2 separate regions of the Mus musculus genome follow, and region 2 is linked to region 1. Evidence: chromatin contacts called from public promoter capture Hi-C data. All regions are on one chromosome and are shown on one strand. The core of a region is the stretch at or near the end of the contact, and the rest is flanking DNA. Distances in the headings are between cores, read along the strand shown. Region 1 holds the start of Crisp2 (cysteine-rich secretory protein 2). Region 2 holds the start of Tnfrsf21 (tumor necrosis factor receptor superfamily, member 21).

Region 1 (5,957 bases), core at 3,088-5,587:
AAGTCTTTAATTTCTTTCTTTATTCCTTCCTTGACCAAGGTATCATTGAGAAGAGTGTTGTTCAGTTTCCATGTGAATGTTGGTTTTCTGTTATTTATTTTGTTATTGAAGATCAGCCTTAGTGCATGGTGATCTGATAGGATACATGGGACAATTTCAATATTTTTGAATCTGTTGAGGCCTGATTTGTGACCTATTATGTGGTCAATTTTGGAGAAGGTACCATGAGGTGCTGAGAAGAAGGTATATCCTTTTGTTTTAGGATAAAATGTTCTGTAGATATCTGTCAGATCCATTTGTTTCATCACTTCTGTTAGTTTCAGTGTGTCCCTGTTTAGTTTCTGTTTCCATGATCTGTCCATTGGTGAAAGTGGTGTGTTGAAGTCTCCCACTATTATTGTGTGAGGTGCAATGTGTGCTTTGAGCTTTACTAAAGTTTCTTTAGTGAATGTGGCTGCTCTTGTATTTGGAGCATAGATATTCAGAATTGAGAGTTCCTCTTGGAGGATTTTACCTTTGATGAGAATGAAGTGTCCCTCCTTGTCTTTTTTGATGACTTTGGGTTGGAAGTCAATCTTATCAGATATTAGGATGGCTACTCCTGCTTGTTTCTTCATACCATTTGCTTGGAAAATTGTTTTCCAGCCTTTCATTCTGAGGTAGTGTCTATCTTTTTCTCTGAGATGAGTTTCCTGTAAGCAGCAAAATGTTGGGTCTTGTTTGTGTAGCCAGTTTGTTAGTCTATGTCTTTTTATTGGCGAGTTGAGACCATTGATGTTAAGAGATATTAAGGAAAAGTAATTGTTGCTTCCTGTTATTTTAGTTGTTAAAGGTGGCATTCTGTTCTTGTGGCTGTCTTCTTTTAGGTTTGTTGAGGGATTACCTTCTTGTTTTTTCTAGGGCGTTGTTCCCGTTCTTGTATTGGTTTTTTTCTGTTATTATCCTTTGAAGGGCTGGATTCGTGGAGAGATAATGCGTGAATTTGGTTTTGTCGTGGAATACTTTGGTTTCTCCCTCTATGATAATTGAGAGTTTGGCTGGGTATAGTAGCCTGGGCTGCAGTTTGTGTTCTCTTAGTGTCTGTATAACATCTGTCCAGGCTCTTCTGGCTTTCATAGTCTCTGGTGAAAAATCTGGTGTAATTCTGATAGGCTTGCCTTTATATGTTACTTGACCTTTTTCCCTTACTGCTTTTAGTATTCTATCTTTATTTAGTGCATTTGATGTTCTGATTATTATGTGTCGGGAGGAATTTCTTTTCTGGTCCAGTCTATTTGGAGTTCTGTAGGCTTCTTGTATGTTCATATGCATCTCATTCTTTAGATTTGGGAAGTTTTCTTCAATAATTTTGTTGAAGATGTTTGCTGGACCTTTGAGTTGAAAATCTTCATTCTCATCCACTCCTATTATCCGTACGTTTGGTCTTCTTATTGTGTCCTGGATTTCCTGGATATTTTGAGTTAGGATCTTTTTGCATTTTCCATTTTCTTTGATTGTTGTGCCGATGTTCTCTATGGAATCTTCTGCACCTGAGATTCTCTCTTCCATCTCTTGTATTCTGTTGCTGATGCTCAAATCTATGGTTCCAGATTTCTTTCCTAGGGTTTCTATCTCTAGTGTTGCCTCGCTTTGAGTTTTCTTTATTGTGTCTACTTCCCTTTTTAGGTCTAGTATGGTTTTGTTCATTTCCATCACCTGTTTGTATGTTTTTTCCTCTTTTTCTGTAAGGACTTCTACCTGTTTGATTGTGTTTTCCTGTTTTTCTTTAAGGACTTGTAACTCTTTAGCAGTGTTCTCCTGTATTTCTTTAAGTGATTTATTAAAGTCCTTCTTGATGTCCTCTACCATCATCATGAGATATGCTTTTAAATCTAGGTCTAGGTTCTCAGGTGTGTTGGGGTTCCCTGGACTGGGCGAAGTGGGTGTGCTGGGTTCTGGTGATGGTGAGTGGTCTTGGTTCCTGTTAGTAAGATTCCTCCGTTTACCTTTCGCCATCTGGTAATCTCTGGAGTTAGTAGTTATAGTTGACTCTGTTTAGAGATTGTTCTTCTGGTGATTCTGTTACCGTCTATCAGCAGACCTGGGAGACAGATTCTCTCCTCTGAGTTTCAGTGCTCAGAGCACTCTCTGCTGGCAAGCTCTCTTACAGGGAAGGTGCGCAGATATCTTGTATTTGGACCTCCTCCTGGCCGAAGAAGAAGGCCCAAAACAGGACCTTTCTCAGACACTGTGTTGCTTTGGCAGTTCCCAGGTGGTACAGACTCTCACCTAAGCAGACTAAATTCCTAAGTTCCTTGGAGTCCCGGGACCAAGATGGCGACCGCTGCTGCTGTGGCTTAGGCCGCCTCCCCAGCCGGGTGGGCACCTGTCCTCCGGTCCGGAAGGTGGCCGGCTGTCCCCGGCCCACACAGGGTGCTGCCTCAGCGCCTCTGTGCTTCTGCCTGTTCCAGAAGCTGTCAGGTTCTCTGGCGCACCCTCTCACCTGTTCAGACTAATTTCCTAAGTTCGGCGGGTCTGGGACCAAGATGGCGACCGCTGCTGCTGTGGCTTAGGCCCTATTTGTTACTTATTAAGCACTTAATATAGTAAAGACCTCCAGCACGTCATGGATATCTTTTTGCAGTCTTTTAAACTTGGTTTCTGACCTTAGATTCTAAAGTTCAGATGCAAGGAAATGTTCACATTCCTGCGTCTTATGATTTTCTTTCAGTCAAAGCTTTTGACTTTTCAGGTCAGTAACAGATCTTGGTCTATTAAAGACCCAGGTCCTTTTCTATACTTCCCTTGGGAACCTGTCCTTGTAATTCACAGACAATTAGCTGTCATTTCTATGTTTCTAAGGTCTACTACCTGTCTTTGAAACACATTTTACACAATTATTAATAATTAATAGCATGTCCATACCTTAGAACATACAAAAGTAGCAGTTCTCAACCTGTTGGTTGTGACGTCTTGAATGACCATTTTACAGGAGTCACCTATCAGAGGTCCTGCATACCAGATATTTACATTATGATTCATAACAGTACCAAAATTAAAGTTATGAAGTAGTAATGAAACAAGTTTATGCTTGGGGGGGGTCACCACAGCATGTGATACTATTGTACAGTAGTATTACAGAAAACCACTGCTATAAGGGCAGACATCATATTTTATTTGTTCTCATGACTTCCTAATACGTCACAGCATCTGCTTTGTAGTATGAGTTCAGTTGAAGTTTGATAACATTAAAGCCATAGTGAGGAAAGAAAGAAAATGGAACCAACTTGGGAGACAACACAATACCAACATAATTATTATATCACCAGATCACAGATTGAGAATCTTTGTTTATATGTTAAAGAAGCCTTTTGTTGGGTCTCAAATAGTAAAAAACCTCTAATAATCAAATGGCAGAGGGAAACATGTATACTGTGAGCAGCTGTAAACACACTAGCCAAGAAAAAATACATAAAAGTTTTCTTTGCCTAACTGTGCTCAGGGATGATTATGGCTTTGTGAAGTGGTCTGGGTGATTTGACATTGCTTGAAATACGCTGTCTTCATCTTGCATTATGATTACACTTTTATCACTATTGTCACATAACTATCATATTGATCTAGACGTCAAAATTCCTCTATGGGTGAGGGAGCTTAATTGGAGATCTTCTAACTCTTCTTTTCAGCAATGAGCTAACCCTCCCCCTTTCTATCCACTAAATCTATCATTTATAGTCCAGCTGTGAAGACCACACAGTGTTCATTAATGAAGGAAAACTAGCTTTTTGACCTGAGTATAGATATCTTTGGTCAGGAAATTCAGGTATTAAAAAGCTGACCCAGCTATCGTTCTTGAGTTTTCTGACCACCAAACTTGTGTGTAACAAAGATAACCAGGGAGAGTTAACAAACAAACAAACAAACAGAAAACCAGAATGCTAACTCTTTGGGACTGAATGCATTTTTTTTTTTTTTTTTTTTTTTTTGGCCACGATTCAGTTGGGACTGCCACGATTCTGAAAATGTAAGAAAGCCTTTAAGTAAGACGTTTCTGGTTTTCGTTTTCAATTATGAAGCTCATTCACTCAGACATTCTGGAAAGGGAGCGCTTGCTTCTCTATCCACGTCCCTGGGCTTTCAAACTCCTGAAATACTTCCTATCTTCTCTTCTTGGTTCTCTGTTGAGTAAACAGATACTGACTCCAGCACCCCTCACAAATGGCGAAAACAAATGATAACTTTATATTTTAAAGGGGTAAATATAAAAGAAGTTCTCCCGTGGCATCCTACACAGCGGTGACTGAGAGAAGGGTGGAGAGATCTATGCAGAGCATTTACTTTGACAGAATAAAGCCTCGTGACACCGCCCCCACGTGGCGGCTGGAGGCGGTTATCGTTGCTCACCGAGGGGAGGGGCAACAAGAGCCCTTTCTGGCTCCTTCCTGACAGCATGAAGACCTGTGCTGTTGAACCAGCGTAAATATTAGGGCGGGCTGGGAGAGTGGATGTGACCAGGGTGGAGAAAATGAGTGAAGGTAGTGCAGAGAAAGATGTGTGAGGTTAGGAGCCGTCAGCAGATCCCAGAACAACTGTTAGTTCACTTTTCCTAGCAAGAAATCACTAGAGATTTCCTCTTGACCTTAAGAAATTGTCCTGTGTGTTTGATTTCTACCGAGTCACGGAGGAAGCTTGAAACAATTTCAAAGTCTGACTTTTCTGCAGTCGAATGAAAAATGTCAGTCTTTTATTCAGGACTTCATCAATTAGATCTAGGGTCATTAGCTCTTCCAAACATCCTGTCATCGACTTCCGGAATAGAAAATGTGACGTTATATTGATCAAACACCAATGCACATAGTCAACATTGTTGGAGTTAAAGACAACAGCTTTTGAAACATGTGAAGCACGAAGTGCTAGATCAAAGAGGATATTTCACTACATGCTGAGGTTTTTTTTTAGGGTGGCAGCCAAACAGCGATTACTGAATTTGTTAACAAGCAGGCTTTTTAGTTTACAGTGAAGGAAATGCTGAAGTACAATCAGTGCCCCAAAGCAGGTTATAGTGACATCAAAGATTGAAGAATTAAGAGGACATTAACTAACAGGTTGTAAGTCTGTGATAAAGTGTAGACAATATAAGGCTGTCTTTACATCGTTGTCCAAAATTGTTTTCCCTCTTCCAGGACAAAGAAGGGAAACACCATAGCCCTCACACTTTAGAAGAGGCATGCCCTCCTGATCCTAAAACATCGGAAGGAAGGACAAGGTATTGTTCTATTTATATGTAGTAAGGAGAGCATGATAGCCACTTTCTCACCTAAGTATAAATGTAAGTTTCAAGAATAAAGATAAAAAAGAGGGAATGTGTAAGATATTTTTCCTTGAATATATTTTCAGCAAAGGTATCCTTTCTTGGACTCAACAAAGATGACGGCAGTTTGGATTGGAACAATATGAGTGTGTCTTTGAATAAGGATGCTGTTGATTCATTTTCCTTATGTTAAGGTGGACCATGCCTTCAGCACTTGATTCTTTTCTAGACTATACTGTCTTTTTCCCCACTGTGACACAATGACGATTTAAAAAAAAAAAAAGGTTTCAAACAATTTGGAAATTAACTTTCAACCAAATCACATTTTTTTAAAAATGGAAATATCTGATAGGGTTAGCCAAATTTAAGTACTGCAATTGATAATAAAAATATCATTATTGAATATGTATGGTTATGTACATTATAGTGTATGTGTTAGGAGTTTTACAAAATTTTGTCTTTGAATTTTCAAAGTAAAACTATAGAAATTCATTTTTTTTTTTTTTTTTTTTTTGGTCTAAGAGAACATAGTGGCTGTGGTAGATTTCCTGAGCTTGCTCATTTCAAAGACTGTATCTTAACAGTAAACTATAGATAGGAAGTAAAAGTCATAAAAAGTTGATTCAGGAAAGCATTCAGTTATAAAATATGTTTTATTTATTTTCTG
Region 2 (6,213 bases), core at 1,716-4,215, 2.2 Mb before region 1:
TCTTTATCTAACCACCCTGTATATACATAGCATTAACCTTCCTGTATCCCCCATTATTCTTCTAGGTACCTCACACCATGTTTACTTGAGCTGTCCTACCTGGTGTCTGCTGTTAATGTGGCCAAGATTACCAATGGGACCAATTCTCCTGAGAACAGAGTCACCAGATCACTGTTGTATACAGAAACAGGGCCCGTCCTGATGACTGGACCGTCCAAAGTGGGGATGGAGAAGGTCATTGCATAGCTCCTGATGTTTCCTGGAGTATTCCCACACTCCAGGATGGTCAGCTCACCCTCCTCCTACTCCATCAATTTAAAGAAAGCCCTTTTGCCATAGTTACCAGGAAATCAAGGAACCCTGTAGCATCGTCACCTTGAGATTGTCTCTAAAATACCTTTCATAAACTTCATCAAACTGTCAAACTTATACTGTAGGTCATCAGTTGCAAATCTGGGTGCAATCTGTGGGTACATTGAGTTTGATCATTTAATAAAAAGAACTAGGCCCTTTCTTGGTTACTTAAAGCATATGGTTTTACTATGCTGAGACCTTCAAGGACCTATATATCAGGCTAAAAGTTAAAAAATAATTCCAGATTACGACTATACATTGAGCACTAACTTTAGATTGGATTTGAGTGGACTGATCTATAAGTATTGTATAAGGATTGTATCTGTGTGGAGCAGGGACACACGGCAGTATATGCTCATCACGGAAGCAGGTCTAAGACCTTTGGAGGGAACTCAGCAAGGGACCTAACTCAGGTCATTAGGATCAGTGCTTCCTTGAACTCGTTCAATCTAAGACTGTCAATTCAAGTCCACGGTCCCAAAGACTCTCTGATTATTTACTATCCACACTTGTTTAAAGGGCTTGGACTTTGCCATTGTTATAAAAAGACAGAAAAGCGTCTCTCAAGGGACACTGAGATTTACCTCATAAATGCTAAGAACAACAAACTTTCTTTAGCCCTCTCTCTCTCTCTCTCTCTCTCTCTCTCTCTCTCTCTCTCTCTCTCTCTCCCTAAACACACACACACACACACACACACACACACACACACACACACACACACACACACACACACAGAAAGAGAGTCAGCCAGAGAGAGAGACAGAGAGAGACAGAGAGAACCAGAATGTCTGTAGAATGAATTCCCAGGCCATAGCAACTGTCATGCCTTGGGATGGAAGCAGTAGATCTTGGCTGGCCAGGCAGTAAGCCCTTTAGAGGAAGGAGACAAGAGGCCTGCCTTCCCTTACACAGCCCAACCATGAAAACAAGCTCTTTTTTGTTTTTGTTTAGTTTTTAGCTAACAACCTTCATCCTCCCTGCAGGGATGAAAGACATGATTGGTTTATAGCATCTCAAGGGTTTGAATTCAAATTTTCTTCCACCTAATTCCCCACTTGGCCCCAATATTGGAAATAAAGGGCCAGCTGGGGGTAAGTTTTGGATAAGGGATGATGTCAGGTTTTGATCAGATAAAGTGATGGAGGATTGCAATCCGGGCACGCCCCAGATTTGGGTGCTGAGAGAGCCTGCATCATCTTGCTTGGTGACATGTCTAAACACAGAAAGGGAGAAATAAGAAAAGGATGGGGAAAATTAATCGTCCTTTATGTAGCTCTTTCCCCTCCCCCTCGACTGAGAGCCACAGCGCCGGTTGGCTCCAAGCCTGTGCTTTAGAGGCGCCTGGGTCTCTGGGTCCTTCTTCTCCTCCTCCCCCTCCCACCCCACCCCCACCACCCACCCGGGCTCCTTCTTCTTCTTCTTCTTTTGGCTTGCAGAAATCAGGACCCATCTGAACTAAGAGGGAGGAGAGAAGCAAGGAAGCTGAAGCAAGGGGTGGCCTGCGCCCTACTCCGGAAAGCTTCGCGCGCGGAAGCATGCAGCGGTTGCTCGCGTCCGGAGCGCACCGATCCGGCTGTCTCCACTGCGGTAGCATCCGGACATGACATTGCAGTAGCGACAAAGGAGCGGCCACAACCGGCAGCTGGCTACTGACAGGACTACTCGGGCCTCGCACCGCGCCGAGGGTCTGGCAGCGAATGATATTGGGGTGAGGCTGGGTGTTGGGGTGCGAGATAGGCCGAGTCGGGGGCAAAAACCCAAAAATGCGCAGGACCTCGAGGCGGACACCTCTCGCGCCTCCTTCAAGCAGCCAGATTGCAAGAAAAATAATTCTTTAACACTCACTAGCCTTAGCTCACCACACACACACACACACACACACACACACACACACACACACACACGATCTAGTAGGAGTCCTCCTCGGTCTGGCTATTGCCTTGTAACCAACCCTTCCAACCCGTCTGGTCCCACCGCGCGCCTCCGGCACTACGGGCCCGAGGACCCGCCCGGCTCCCGGACACAGGCTCGAACGTAGCCGCCACCCTAGGGTCCCCTCCTATCGCTCACCAGGAGAAGAGAGCCGGCGACCATCGTGGCTCCGACTTGGCCGGCGGTGCGGCTGCAAGAGGCGAGGGCGGTGATGCTGCTTGCCCGGGTCCCCATGGCCGAGCTCGGGGCTCGCAGCGGCGCCCGGGGCGCTCGGCCCCACGGCAGCTGGAATTGGTGGCTGTTTCTGCCCAGCGCCGCATCCACCGCCGCCTCACGGGCGGTGAGCCCATCTACCTCCAGCAGCCCATGTGCACTGCAGCAGCCAGGCACCCAGGCGGAAGAGGGAGGCAGCAGGGGAGGCTCCGAAAGGCGCTCAGCACCTGCCCAGGGGCGCTGGCGCCCGGGCGGTGAGAAGCAGGCGCGCTCGCAACCCGCGCCTCCCGGTGCTCTCCAACGACAGCGGCTGCGGAGAACCAGAGAGCAGGGCTAGCCGCGACAGTGCTAAAGAGCGACTTCCCATAGCGAAGCTTCCAGCCACTATCAAGCACTCGCCTCCTCCGCTGCCTAGACCGGCCGGCGAGGGACTGAGTCGGATGGCCACTCAGCTCGGGGACACACGTGGTGGCGCCGAAGGGGCGGAGAACGACCCTTTGTGATGTCACCCGGGAGGAGGCCGGGCTCTTTGTGCAGATGGAAAGAACTCAAGGCGCTCCAGAAACCGAGGGGAAGGAGAGGGTGCCCCTTGGCGTTAGCTGGAGGAATTGCGTTTGCTTGTTAACCTGCACACACCCCTCACCCCGACTTAACTTTAAAAAAAAAAAATGATTCCAAGTAGATTGTATGTAAAACAGAGACTATTTTCTTTTCCTAACATAAATATTAACAACAGCCAATATAACTTGCGCATAATGGCGCAGGCCTGTATTTTCATTGCCAGGAAAGCTGAGGAAGGAGAATTTGAAGTTGGAGGGAAATTCTGAGCTACACAGAAAACTCCTATCTCATGCATGCATGCATGCATGCATGCATGAATGAATGAATGAATGAATGAATGACCTGAGCATAACGGTGCCATTAAGCACTCTGTATAATGAGAATATGAACTTCTCCAATTCCAGGCCAGCCAAAATTGGAGTTCTACACAAGCCTGGCTTACAGAGCAAAATCCAGTCTCAGAAATCAATCAATCAATCAATCAATCAATCAATCAATTAAAGGAGCTAGAAAAAAAGCAAAAACCATGGAGCTTACATCAATTGCCAGACACAAAGAGACGTGTGTGTTGGTTCCCAAACTGCTGTGTTTTGAGGTCTGCTGTGTTCTCACAGTGGAGCAAAAGGAAAAAGCAAGTGTAGTCTCGGCATTTATGTGTGGCTCCCCTGCTTCCTGACTGCAGACCCGGTTTAACCAGCTGCCTCCTCTCCTCTCCTCTCCTCTCCTCTCCTCTCCTCTCCTCTCCTCTCCTCTCCTCTCCTCTCCTCTCCTCTCCTCTCCTCTCCTGCAATAACTGTATCCCTGAAACTGTTAGCCAGAAGAAACCTCCCCGTCTCTCAGTATTGTTGGCTATTTGTTCTCAGCAGTGAGGAACCTGGACAGAAACAACACTAAGCATCCCTGACAGGGAGTTGCCATGGTAGGAGCCCTATTTCCTTCCTTGCCAGTTACTACATGGAGAGTTGGTTCTTTTTCTCGGCATTCTTTGGAAGAATGAGATGTATTTAAAAATTAATATGAGGATTAATCCTACTCTCATCTTTCAAACATCTGCCAGTTAAAGAAATAAAACATATATTTAAAAAAGCTTGACCATAAACCCTGAAGGGGAATGCTGTAATATTAAGTTTCCAGTAAAAAATTTTTTTAAATTCTGAAAAATACTATCCTTAAATACAGAATTTTGTGAAAGGGGGTGATATTTCAACTTGAAATTCTCAAACTCTCTCCGAGGCTTCCAAAAGTGAAGGGGGATTACTATGTCTTCATGTATAATAGGGCCAATTAATTCTTCAAAACTTCAAATTATTGGCCACCACAATCAAAGGTCTTTCTGTTTAAAAGGGGGTGGGGGTGGGAAGTGAGATATTAAAGAAAAGGGGTCAGCTGACACCTTGCAGACAAATATGAGTTACTTGAGGTAATGTATGATTTGATCTTCCAAGCTGGGAGACTTTAATTTGGGTAAGTGTGGTTCTGACCTGCTCGTTCTCTTTGTTCTTCCTATTGTTTTCATGTTCCATAAGGTCCTTATGGGGCACTAATCATCAGAATTCAATTTTTCACGGGCCTTTGGGTTTGAGTTTGGTTTGGTTGGCTGGCTGCTTTTGGGTTGGGTCTTGCTGTGTAGCTCAGGTTAGCCTCCAGGGGATGGTTATCCTCCTTCATCACCACCTGAGTTACAGCCATGCAATCTCGATGCCTCTTGATACAATATATTCAGTTCATCTTGCTTACTGCTAACTAAGTAAAAACCCCTTAGTATTCTTCATCACAAACAAAAAACAAACAAAACAAAACAAAACAAAAGTGTCTATTGAATCTAGTTAGAATATAAAATGCTGGTGAGATGACTCAGCACTCAGCAGGTAAGAGCACTGACTGCTCATCCGAAGGTCCTAAGTTCAAATCCCAGCAACCACATGGTGGCTCACAACCATCCATAATGAGATCTGACGCCCTCTTCTGGTGTGTCTGAAGACAGCTACAGTGTACTTATTTATAATAATAGATAAATCTTTGGGATGGAGCAAGTGGGGCCAACCAGAGCAAATGGGGTTGGCTGGAGCGAGCAGAGGTCCTAAATTCAATTCCCAACAACCAGATGAAGGCTCACAACCATCTGTACAGCTACAGTGTGTACCCACATACATTAAATAAATAAATAAATCTTTCTAAACAATATATAAAATGCCATTTCTCTATTGCATGTTTAAAATAGAGAAATGTCTTTCATTTTACACTGTAAACTGTTTTAATTACTTCACAACCACATATTCAATGGCATACAGATGTCCTTACTTACACATAAATGGTGAATACTCAACCATAAATAATGGATTTTCTGCCTAAGCTCCAAAGAGTGAGGTAAGTATTAATAAGATGTGACTATAGCTAAAATGGAGAGGTACAAATGAGGCCAAGCTGGACAAAACCAATCTCATCTTTGCCATAAAATAACTGCCTCTGATCCCCAGCCGAATTTAAACTTTGCATGTTTCTTCCAAAACTGTACAAATCTGGTTTCCTCGCCTCAAGCTCATCACCCTTAAAACTTCCCATGTCCTCGGTATATTTCCAATCAATGCATTTTTCCATGTTTCCATTTCCCCCCCCATTTTCTAGGTAAAGCCTCTCTGTGCTGAAGGCAGCAGTAGTTTTGCCATCTTCTCCTCTGTTGGTTATATTTCTAAACTCTATCCTGATTCTTCCTTTCGGAAGCTGTAGGAAATTTTCAGCTCTAAAAGATGTGTGGCGTGGGCGGGGGTTCTAGAGAGACTGCTCCTCAGTTAAGAGCACTTGCTGTGTCCTAGCAAAAAGGGAGGGGGGAATAGAAAAGGGGGTGGGGCTTTAATGGGAGGGGGAAGAATAAAATAGAGGGAAAAGAGGGAAGAGGCATAAATAAGACAAAGTGAGTTTGAAAAGGCGAAAGGAAAAGTTTATTTCGTGTTTACTTAAAAATCCACGCGTAGCGGGGCGAGGCTGAGTGGTTAAAAGCAGTAACTGCTCTTGTAGAGGACACAGGCTCAGTCTCCATCACTCTCGTGGCTGCTCACAACTGTCTGTAAATCCAGTTCCAGGGGACCTGATGCCCTCTCCTCTAACTCTCTCAGGCATCAGATACACATGTCCTGCATGTACACGGATGTG

Evidence for each region. Promoter capture Hi-C pulls out the DNA fragments that hold promoters and counts their contacts.
Region 2: a promoter capture Hi-C map of the C10 cell line shows a contact between it and region 1, with 17 times the contacts expected there. The contact joins the promoter of Tnfrsf21 here to the promoter of Crisp2 in region 1. A contact is called at or near these places in 2 of 39 promoter capture datasets (the C10 cell line and cranial neural crest) and 2 of 115 datasets of contacts at active chromatin or transcription factors (fetal liver and large pre-B cells).

What each region holds. Positions count from the first base shown.
Region 1 is chr17:40,792,526-40,798,482 of GRCm38.p6, reverse strand. Crisp2 (cysteine-rich secretory protein 2) reads left to right here and starts at 4,337. Exons shown (of 10, transcript NM_001204071.1): 1 at 4,337-4,455; 2 at 5,163-5,245.
Region 2 is chr17:43,013,307-43,019,519 of GRCm38.p6, reverse strand. Tnfrsf21 (tumor necrosis factor receptor superfamily, member 21) reads right to left here and starts at 2,965. Exons shown (of 6, transcript NM_178589.3): 1 at 2,428-2,965. The coding sequence starts at 2,523.